Linked DNA regions of Mus musculus: all the other regions are linked to region 3. The links are chromatin contacts, called in public HiChIP or PLAC-seq and promoter capture Hi-C maps. All regions are on one chromosome and are shown on one strand. The core of a region is the stretch at or near the end of the contact, and the rest is flanking DNA. Distances in the headings are between cores, read along the strand shown.

Region 1 (2,700 bases), core at 156-2,655, 100 kb before region 3:
GAAGAAGAAGAAGGAGGAGGAGGAGGAGGAGGAGGAAGGAAGGAAGGAAGGAAGGAAGGAAGGAAGGAAGGAAGGAAGGAAGGAAGGAAGGAAGGAAGGAAGGGGGGTGAGGTCTTGGAGAGCAGGACATATAGAACTACACAGAGGTGACAGTTATGCAGTGCTTGCTGTAGGTGGATAAATGCCACAGAACTGACACTTTAAATAGCTAAATATCTGTGGTGTGAATTTTACCTCAATTTAAACAATGATAGCAAATGAGTTTCAATACATACCCCAGGCTAGTATAGAACTCACAGTGATCTTCCTACCCCCCTCTCTCTCCTTTTACAATTTATTTATTAAACTACTATGCTTTATGTTATGTTACGGAGTGTCTCTTTCTATTTATTTATTTATTTACTTACTTACTTATTTACTTTTTTATTAGATATTTTCTTTTTTTAAGATTTATTTATTATTATATCTAAGTATACTGTTGCTATCTTCAGACACACCAAAAGAGGGCGTCAGATCTCATTACAGGTGATTGTGAGCCACCATGTGGTTGCTGGGATTTGAACTCAGGACCTTCAGAAGATCAGTCAGTGTACTTAACCGCTGAGCCATCTCTCCAGCCCCGATATTTTCTTTATATACATTTCAAATGCTATCCCGAAAGTTCCCTATACCCTCCCTCTGCCCTACTCTCCTACCCACCCACTCCTGCTTCTTGGCTCTGGCATTCCCCTGTACTGGGGCATATAAAGTTCGTAATACCAAGAGGCTTCTCTTCCCAGTGATGGCCAACTAGGCCATCTTCTGCTACATATGCAGCTAGAGATTCGAGCTCTGGGGGTACTGGTTAGTTCATATTGTTGTTCCACTTATAGGGTTGCAGACCCCTTCAGCTCCTTGGGTGCTTTCTCTAGCTTCTCCATTGGGGGCCCTGTGTTCCATCTTATAGGTGACTGTGAGCATCCACTTCTGTATTTGCCAGGCACTGGCATAGCCTCATATGAGACAGCTATAACAGGGTCCCTTCAGCAAAATCTTTCTGGCATATGCAATAGTGTCTGGTTTTGGTGGCTGATTATGGGATGAATCCTGCCTCTACCTCTTGAGTACTGGGATTACACATGTGTACTTCCATGGCCAGCTAAATTTCAATGTATAAAAAGACTTGTCACAAAGGCAGGCTTCAATCTGTCAGCGTGTTCATCACGGTGCTCCAGCTCCCAGGCTGAGTCACCAAGTTAAAGATCACCAGGTCAAAGGTGCACGCACGGCCACTCATCTCAGCAGCTGCGTGGGCAGGGGCTGGTATTACACAGTTCAGAGTCGCTGCCAGAGTCCCAAGGGCAGAGGGTGGGTGGTTCTTTGGCCTCTGATTTCTACATCTGCCTCCCGCCTTCCTGGGCTATGGTTAATCCTGCCTGCACACCTCTAGAAACCAGGACTCAGCACAGCCTCCTCCTCCAGGCTCCAGAGTCCTGTGGACACAGCACAGAATGGCCTTGGGTGGCTACATAGCATCCAATGCTAACTCTGCCCTGTGAGCCTCTGTTTCCACAGCTAAAAGCACATGTAACAACCATAGGAAGGTGGAGAGGGCACAAAGGAACTCGGAGTCGTGGGGAGCTGGGCATGTTGGGAAAGGGTACCAGGGACTGATACTCTCACCTCCTTCTTCCTTGGCAGCTCTCGCATATCTTCAGAGGTCACCTGGATTAAGATATGTCTGAGGTCACTGTAGCTGTTCTTCTGGCTACTTTGTGGGTTCTTCTTTCTCCCACCCTTCTCCATCCCTTTACTTCTTCCCTTTCAATCCCCTAACATTACGTAGGAGAGAAAAAAAGGATAAGAGAAGAAAGAGTCCACAATATCATTAGAACACTTCCTGTTAACTAAGGGCATCAAGTTCCTTGGGGGCAAGTTTGATCTTTGCCATCCGGATATCTGATTTCTTCTTTCTTTTTCTTTGCTTACAACTACTTAGCAAACTGTGACCAACAGAAACCAACGGCATTCTGCTACCAATCAACAGTTTCCCAGCTCTTGGGACCCAAGTATTTACCCTCTAAAGAGCCCCCAGAATTCCAAACATCACACACTTGCAGAAACTATCTGCAGCTGGCAAAATCCCACCTCTGCCAGAGCATGAGGCAAACCACAGTCAGCTACTGTGGGACGATTGGAAGGAGCCTCGCATTCCACACCTGGGATTAAAACAAAAACCGCATTCTTATAATAGTTCTGTGTTTTTTAAAGAAGCCAAAATTCTCACTACAGGTCACAGGTCAGGGAACGAGCGCAGTGCGACCACTCAGCAGGCAGCCACAATGTCACGGACCCCAAGCCTTTGATTGCACACGTGAGCTTCCATACTCGCAGATGCTTCCTGAAGCTCACACTGAGAGCTTGTGAAGAGCCACCAAGTCCTCCTGGGAATGGCAGGGAAGGAGGGTTCTCAATGGGAAGTGTTCAGTTTTCTGGAGTGTTTCCACCACACATGTGTACTGCTCATATAAGCACATCATAATTTAAAATCAACTAACCTCTGAGACAAACTCGGTTCTTCTATCAATGGAACAGAAGAGAACAATGACTCTTAGTCTCCCCTCTTCCAGGGCCCCTCCCCCTTCTAGCTGCCAGCTTTTTCTGGCTTAAGGGCTCACAGTGTCTGTCACTGTCTCCCTGTCCATTTCTCTCATAAAACTC
Region 2 (2,700 bases), core at 50-2,549, 130 kb before region 3:
AGGGCATCTCTACTTTATGCCTGTCTTCACTTGACAATGTTGAAGAATAAGGCCCTAAGTTTCCCAAGGACCTGCCAGACTGCATGGGTCTCAGAGACGCCACCTTGGATGTTTCTATGAATATTAAGAATTTATTCCTACCTTGTTTTTGTGTTTGTTTGTTTGTTTTTCTGGTAGCATTGTGATGGAATCCATGCTTGGGTGAGAGTACTTCTTTTGTGAGGAGGCTGAGATGACCACTCGTTAGGTTGACTTTTGTGTTCCACTGTTCTTGCTTTTGCTTACAGTTTATTTTGCTATCGCTGGTAAGGGAAAAGAGGCAGGCTGGAGCCTCACATGGGTGCTGGTGGGTACTACACAGTGGATAGATGTGGGAACAAGTCTAAGAGAGCTGTGAACTTACTGTGAACTACGGATAGGCCATTGTGTGGGATGTTCTTCCCACAAGGTGGCCTTCTAGAAAGAATTACATAAACTGTGATAAGAGGATACGCAAGGACGTGCAGGAAATGCCCTGGCATGTCCCCGTTATCTCTGTGGGAAAGACAAATAGGAGGGATATTCTTGGCTCTTTTCACAAGACCAAAGATGATAACACCAGGTATATTTTCTGTACTTGTATTTGCTAAAACTAATCATAAATGTCACCTCATATTTTGCTTCCTTTAATAATAAAAATGAGAAGTTCTTTGTATTATTCTTGAGCTCAAACACCTGGAGTCCCCCAGTTCCTAGACAGGGCTTTGGAATATCCTTCCATCTACGGAGATTTAGCCTTGGCTGGCTACAGGGCAGGTGGAGCAACAGAGGTAACCTGCTGTGACGGTATGGACAGCCTCAGCTCTGCTTCAATGTATTTCTCTGACACTATCATTTGTCAATTTACCACCAATCTACCTATCATTCCATTATCTATTGATCTGTCTGTCTGTCTGAGACAGAGCCTCACTACAGGACCCTTGGTGGCGTGAAACTGGCCAGGCTGGCCTTGAATTTAAGAGATTTGTCTGCCTCTGACTCCTGAGTGTTGCTACCAAAGGCCTGTGCCACTGGTCTAATCTATTTGTCATCTATTATCTATCTGCCATCTACCCATCTTTCTATCTATCCTCTAATCGTCTGTCACCCTCTTTGGATTACTAACTTGTGCAAACTCTGCTGGCACACACTACGAACGCACCGACAAGCCAGCCAGAAGCACTGCGGGCTCTCTGGGCATGTGGATAGTAGGCTTGGCTACTTGTTAGGGGCGTGACGTCTTTAGGAGGCGCCGGAAGCAGGCATCTCAGACCGTAACGCAATCGCTCAGCACCGGAAGCGGCCGAGCGGGCCATGGAGGAAGGACCCGCCGTCGGAACCCTGTCTCGAGAGGTCTCTACCGAGGAGGCCGAGCCGTTGGGCGCCGCGTGGAGCGGGGACAGCGGCCACGTCTCGCAGAGCCACAGCAGCGCGTCCGGGCCGTGGGACGATGACGGCCCCGAGGACGCGCCGGGCCGCGACCTGCCGCTGCTGCGCCGCGCCGCCTCGGGCTACGCCTCCAGCCTGCTGCCCAGCGCGGGACCGAGGCCAGAGGTGGAGGCGCTGGACGCCAGCCTGGAGGAGCTGCTGGCCAAGGTGGACGAGTTCGTGGGCATGCTGGACATGATCCGCGGGGACTCGTCGCATGTGGTGGGCGAGGGCGTGCCCCGGATCCACGCTAAGGCGGCCGAGATGAGGCGCATCTACGGCCGGATCGACAAGCTGGAGGCCTTCGTGCGGATGATCGGGAGCAGCGTGGCCAGGATGGAGGAGCAGGTCGCCAAGGCCGAAGCCGAGCTGGGGACCTTCCCGCGGGCCTTCCGGAGGCTGCTGCATACCATCAGCGTCCCCGCTCTCTTCAGGTCGGCGCCCAGCGGGCCCCAGCGCGCGGCGTACGAGCCGCCAGTCCTGTTTCGGACCGAGGACCACTTCCCTGGCTGCGGTGACAGACCGCAGCTCTGAGCGTGTGCGCCTCCACCGCATGAGGACTCCAGCGAGACTCTTGTCCCAAGTGTTAAGAAATCCTGTGAACTGGCGTATGTGATGCCGGGATGTGAAAGGTTAAAGTTTATTTTCTGCAAACGACTTGACATCGTCAGTATTCGATGCCAAGAGTGTAGGTCTCTATGTCTTCCAGTTCGGATTCGAAAGCTCTTTGGTGGGGACCTGGGGAAGCCAACTGAATTAATTTATCGGTGCAATACGGCAGAGCTGTTATTTTTATGGCCTTTATTACAGTGAACAGTGTTTCCTTGTTAAGATTTATATATTTATATGATCAAAAGTGCCCAAGAAATTAAAGCTGTATTATTAAATCCTAACAGTGGTTCAGTTTTCTGTAGCCTTCTGGGATAGATAGTAAATTGTTTTGTATTATATTCAATTTTCTATGGTGTAGACTGTAAGCCAAAGGAAAGAAGACAGTTTCTTAAGATAGCAAACTGGGCGTTTTGTTGCAGGGAGTCCTGAAGTTGTATTTGACAGTTTGACTGGAAGCTTAGTTTATCAAAGCAAGAATATTAATGTATGGTTGTCAGTGTTCTATTTATAGCACATCAATTAAAATGTTAAATTTCTTTGGCAGAGATTTCCTTCTGGAGATTATTTACCATAGTTTGTTTGGAAATGAGCCTGTCGTTCATGTTTTTAGTAGTGGGGTAAGAAAAGGCAACTTCCTTCTTT
Region 3 (2,700 bases), core at 4-2,503:
CACAGCAGAGTCACCGCATCTTGTTCCCACAGGTGTTCCTGTGGGCTTTCTAGAACATAGTACGCTTTATCCTTTGTCCCTTCTTAAGACGCCTTTAGATAAGTATTTTCCAGCAAACCTATGGATGTGATAGACTATGGCAGTATAGGTAGAAATGGAAATGAAATTTCTTAGTTTTAAATGAACTCTAGAATACTTGCCAGCATATGATAGTATGACGGATGACTTTATGCTTCTCAGTTTGCTATTAGGATACCGTGATGACCTAATGATTATTAAAAATAATAACTAGAGTAGGTTCAGTCTCCAGTACTGTTTTTTTAAAAAATGTGTGTGGTATTGGTGGTATGTGTTTCTCTTGTGTGTGGGGGGGGGAGGGGGGGTGCATACACACATGCAGGTAAAAAAAAAACACATTAGCTAAGGAAAGAAAACAGAAACCTGATCAGTAAAGCTTGATTTACACAAAGGAAGGAGTAAAGCACTGTTTCTTAATGCTGCTTGTATTTGAAAACATAGGCATTTTTATATATAAAGATATATACATATGGACATATACATATGCTCTTTGAATGAATGATAATATATTGTTTATTGTTTGTATATATATTGCTTTTATATGTACTAGTTGTGTGTCTGTGTAGTTTATACTAACTAAAAGATAATATGAGTACCCTGCTCACAGGTTGTCATGGCCATTCTGCAGGCCTGAAAAATAGTAGCCTATTTTAGAGGTTGGAAGGAGTTTGGTAAGCAGTCCCCAGAGGTTCCATGTTCTGCACTGGAGATAGCCCCAGGTTTGCAAGCAGTGACATAGGCTTGTTGTACAAGACAGCGTGTGGCGTGTCAGCTGACACCCGTGTTAGTTTCTGTATCCTGGAGAAGTGGATTATAATTGCGGGCCTCATTACACCTTGACCGTTATGGTAAGCAGACTTCAGTGATGGGATTGTGCAGTCTACCACTGTTGAACAATTGTCTGCCTGTTTTTTAGAGCTGTAAGAAAGAGGCAGCTGTCCTCTGACCTATTTTCTCTTTTCCCTCTTAAAGACTGGGATATTCTGCAGATAGAGAGTAACTGTGGGTATTTACAATTTACCTTCCTATCTGAAATCTGTTTCTTCTAGCCAAAACTCTGTAAAGGGGGCTTTTTTTAAAAAAGAAAAAGAAAAAAAGAATATCTGCCATACTTTGCTGAGTCATTTTGAGTTCGGCGAATGGGTAAAGTTTATTTTTAGCTCTTGGAGTCACAGAGCGGAGGCACAGGAACTTGGGTGGCTCTTCTGTGTGCATCTGGCCAGCTGTGTCCTTTCAAAGAGACAAAATCCAACCCAGACATAGCATGTCCCTGAGTAAATCCAAAGTTTCTAAGAAACACTGTAACTCTTCTGTCCATTGTACAATATTTTTTCTGTTTTCTTGCAGAAAAAAATGAGAATTTAGAATGAGTGAAAGATATGTACTTGTGCTGTTTCAAGTGCAAATTTTCTTTGAAGCTTGCCTCACTTTATCTTCAGTACCAGATCCTTTCACGCCCTCTCCGTATGCCTGTGGAACTTAAGAAACATGTTCTGTCCTTGCACACTTGTTGGTACTGGGCACTGAATTCTGGTTGTCTGCTTGGTGGCAAGTATCTGTACCACCAGCCGAACCGCCTCACTGGTGGGCCCTGTGTGGTTGGGTCCATCTCTTAAAATAACCGAGAGCTCCCATGTGTGCTTTCAGCATTGGCCTGTGTTCTGTATGGCTCTTTCTGCTGGAGTTGTGAGAGTTCACTTTAAAAAAAGAAAAGAAAAGAAGAAGACAAGGAAGGGAAAGGGAAGGGGGACCTACTTTGTTTTCTTTAGGCTCTAATCTTCTAGAGACTAAGGAGGTTTTGTAACCCCTGTGTTAAATTTGTATAAAACCATGATTATAAAGAATCTTAAGGTTGCTTTTGTGGGTGACTAACTTTTGTCCAATGATGGACACATAGATCTTTGGCCTTGTTGAGCAAGACAGAAGCCTTTCTTGGAGAGCATTCACATTGCCACAATGTATCAGTAAGTCCCACTTAGTGTCCTTCATTAGTAAGATGCTTATGGTAAGCTGGGCAGTGGTGGTACATGCCTTTAATCCCAGCACTTGAAAGGCAGAAGCAGGTGGATTTCTGAGTTCCAGGACAGCCAGGGCTACACAGAGAAATCATGTATTGAAAAACCAAAAAAGAAAAAAGAAAAGAAAAGAAAAAATACTTACAGTAGGTTAGCTTTACCGGTTTTTAAACTCTGGGATTCATTTAAGAATTGATAATATATTCCTTTTGGAACATGGAAACTTGTGGTCCTCCGTAGTGACATAAAATAATTGCCTGTCTACTGTGCCTGGTAGAAAGCTGACTGTCTTCTCTCTCACACAGAGCTCTGGGATCGAGACTTTAGTAGAAGAGCTCTGCTGCAGACTGAAAGACCTACAGAGCGAGCAAGGTGAGCAGGCTGGGGCAGGTAGAGCCCTACAGGGTCCTTCTCAGTGTAGAGTGTGTCACCAAGCCAGCATTCCTCATTACCTCAGCTCTGCACAAGGCTTCAGTGAAGTCCTTAGTGGCCACATGGGAAATCCCTGCTCCAGAGGAGGGCTGTAGTCCGTGGGCACCTTCTAAGGCTTCACTTGGGGGTTCAGTCATTTAAGTTCCTAAGTGTTCTGCAGGACTCCAGGAAGGGG

What was found. HiChIP or PLAC-seq counts read pairs in DNA pulled down with a chosen protein or histone mark. Capture Hi-C pulls out chosen DNA fragments and counts their contacts.
Region 1: a contact with region 3 is called in a promoter capture Hi-C map of adipose tissue. The contact joins two enhancer-like sites. A contact is called at or near these places in 1 of 15 datasets of contacts at CTCF or cohesin (the NIH/3T3 cell line), 2 of 484 Hi-C or Micro-C datasets (bone marrow-derived macrophages and embryonic fibroblasts), 17 of 115 datasets of contacts at active chromatin or transcription factors (CD8 T cells, the HPC-7 cell line, the SCID.adh cell line and 13 more) and 5 of 9 other capture datasets (adipose tissue, bone marrow-derived macrophages, embryonic trunk and 2 more).
Region 2: a contact with region 3 is called in an H3K4me3 HiChIP or PLAC-seq map of bone marrow-derived macrophages, with 6 times the contacts expected there. The contact joins the promoter of Bloc1s4 here to the enhancer-like site in region 3. A contact is called at or near these places in 13 of 39 promoter capture datasets (the C10 cell line, the HPC-7 cell line, Sertoli cells and 9 more), 4 of 484 Hi-C or Micro-C datasets (bone marrow-derived macrophages, cardiomyocytes, embryonic fibroblasts and 1 more), 25 of 115 datasets of contacts at active chromatin or transcription factors (the 230-238 cell line, the HPC-7 cell line, the SCID.adh cell line and 18 more) and 4 of 9 other capture datasets (adipose tissue, bone marrow-derived macrophages, liver and 1 more).

Annotation. Positions count from the first base shown.
Region 1 is chr5:36,723,081-36,725,780 of GRCm38.p6, reverse strand. It overlaps a transcript of Gm33017 not described here. Among named protein-coding and RNA genes, the nearest start is that of Gm33017, 5.1 kb to the right of the region's middle. Within about 2 kb of position 1,405, at least 62 of the 459 cell types and tissues checked have an H3K27ac peak or open chromatin away from gene starts, as enhancers often do. A contact at or near this core is called in CD8 T cells, the NIH/3T3 cell line, Th17 cells and 3 more, where this site is marked.
Region 2 is chr5:36,747,278-36,749,977 of GRCm38.p6, reverse strand. It overlaps Bloc1s4 (biogenesis of lysosomal organelles complex-1, subunit 4, cappuccino), which reads left to right and starts at 1,299. Exons shown (of 1, transcript NM_133724.3): 1 at 1,299-2,604. The coding sequence starts at 1,333. The coding sequence ends at 1,980.
Region 3 is chr5:36,619,429-36,622,128 of GRCm38.p6, reverse strand. It overlaps D5Ertd579e (DNA segment, Chr 5, ERATO Doi 579, expressed), which reads left to right. Exons shown (of 9, transcript NM_001081232.3): 4 at 2,399-2,465. Among named protein-coding and RNA genes, the nearest start is that of Tbc1d14, 38 kb to the right of the region's middle. Within about 2 kb of position 1,253, at least 136 of the 459 cell types and tissues checked have an H3K27ac peak or open chromatin away from gene starts, as enhancers often do. A contact at or near this core is called in the 230-238 cell line, CD8 T cells, the HPC-7 cell line and 14 more, where this site is marked.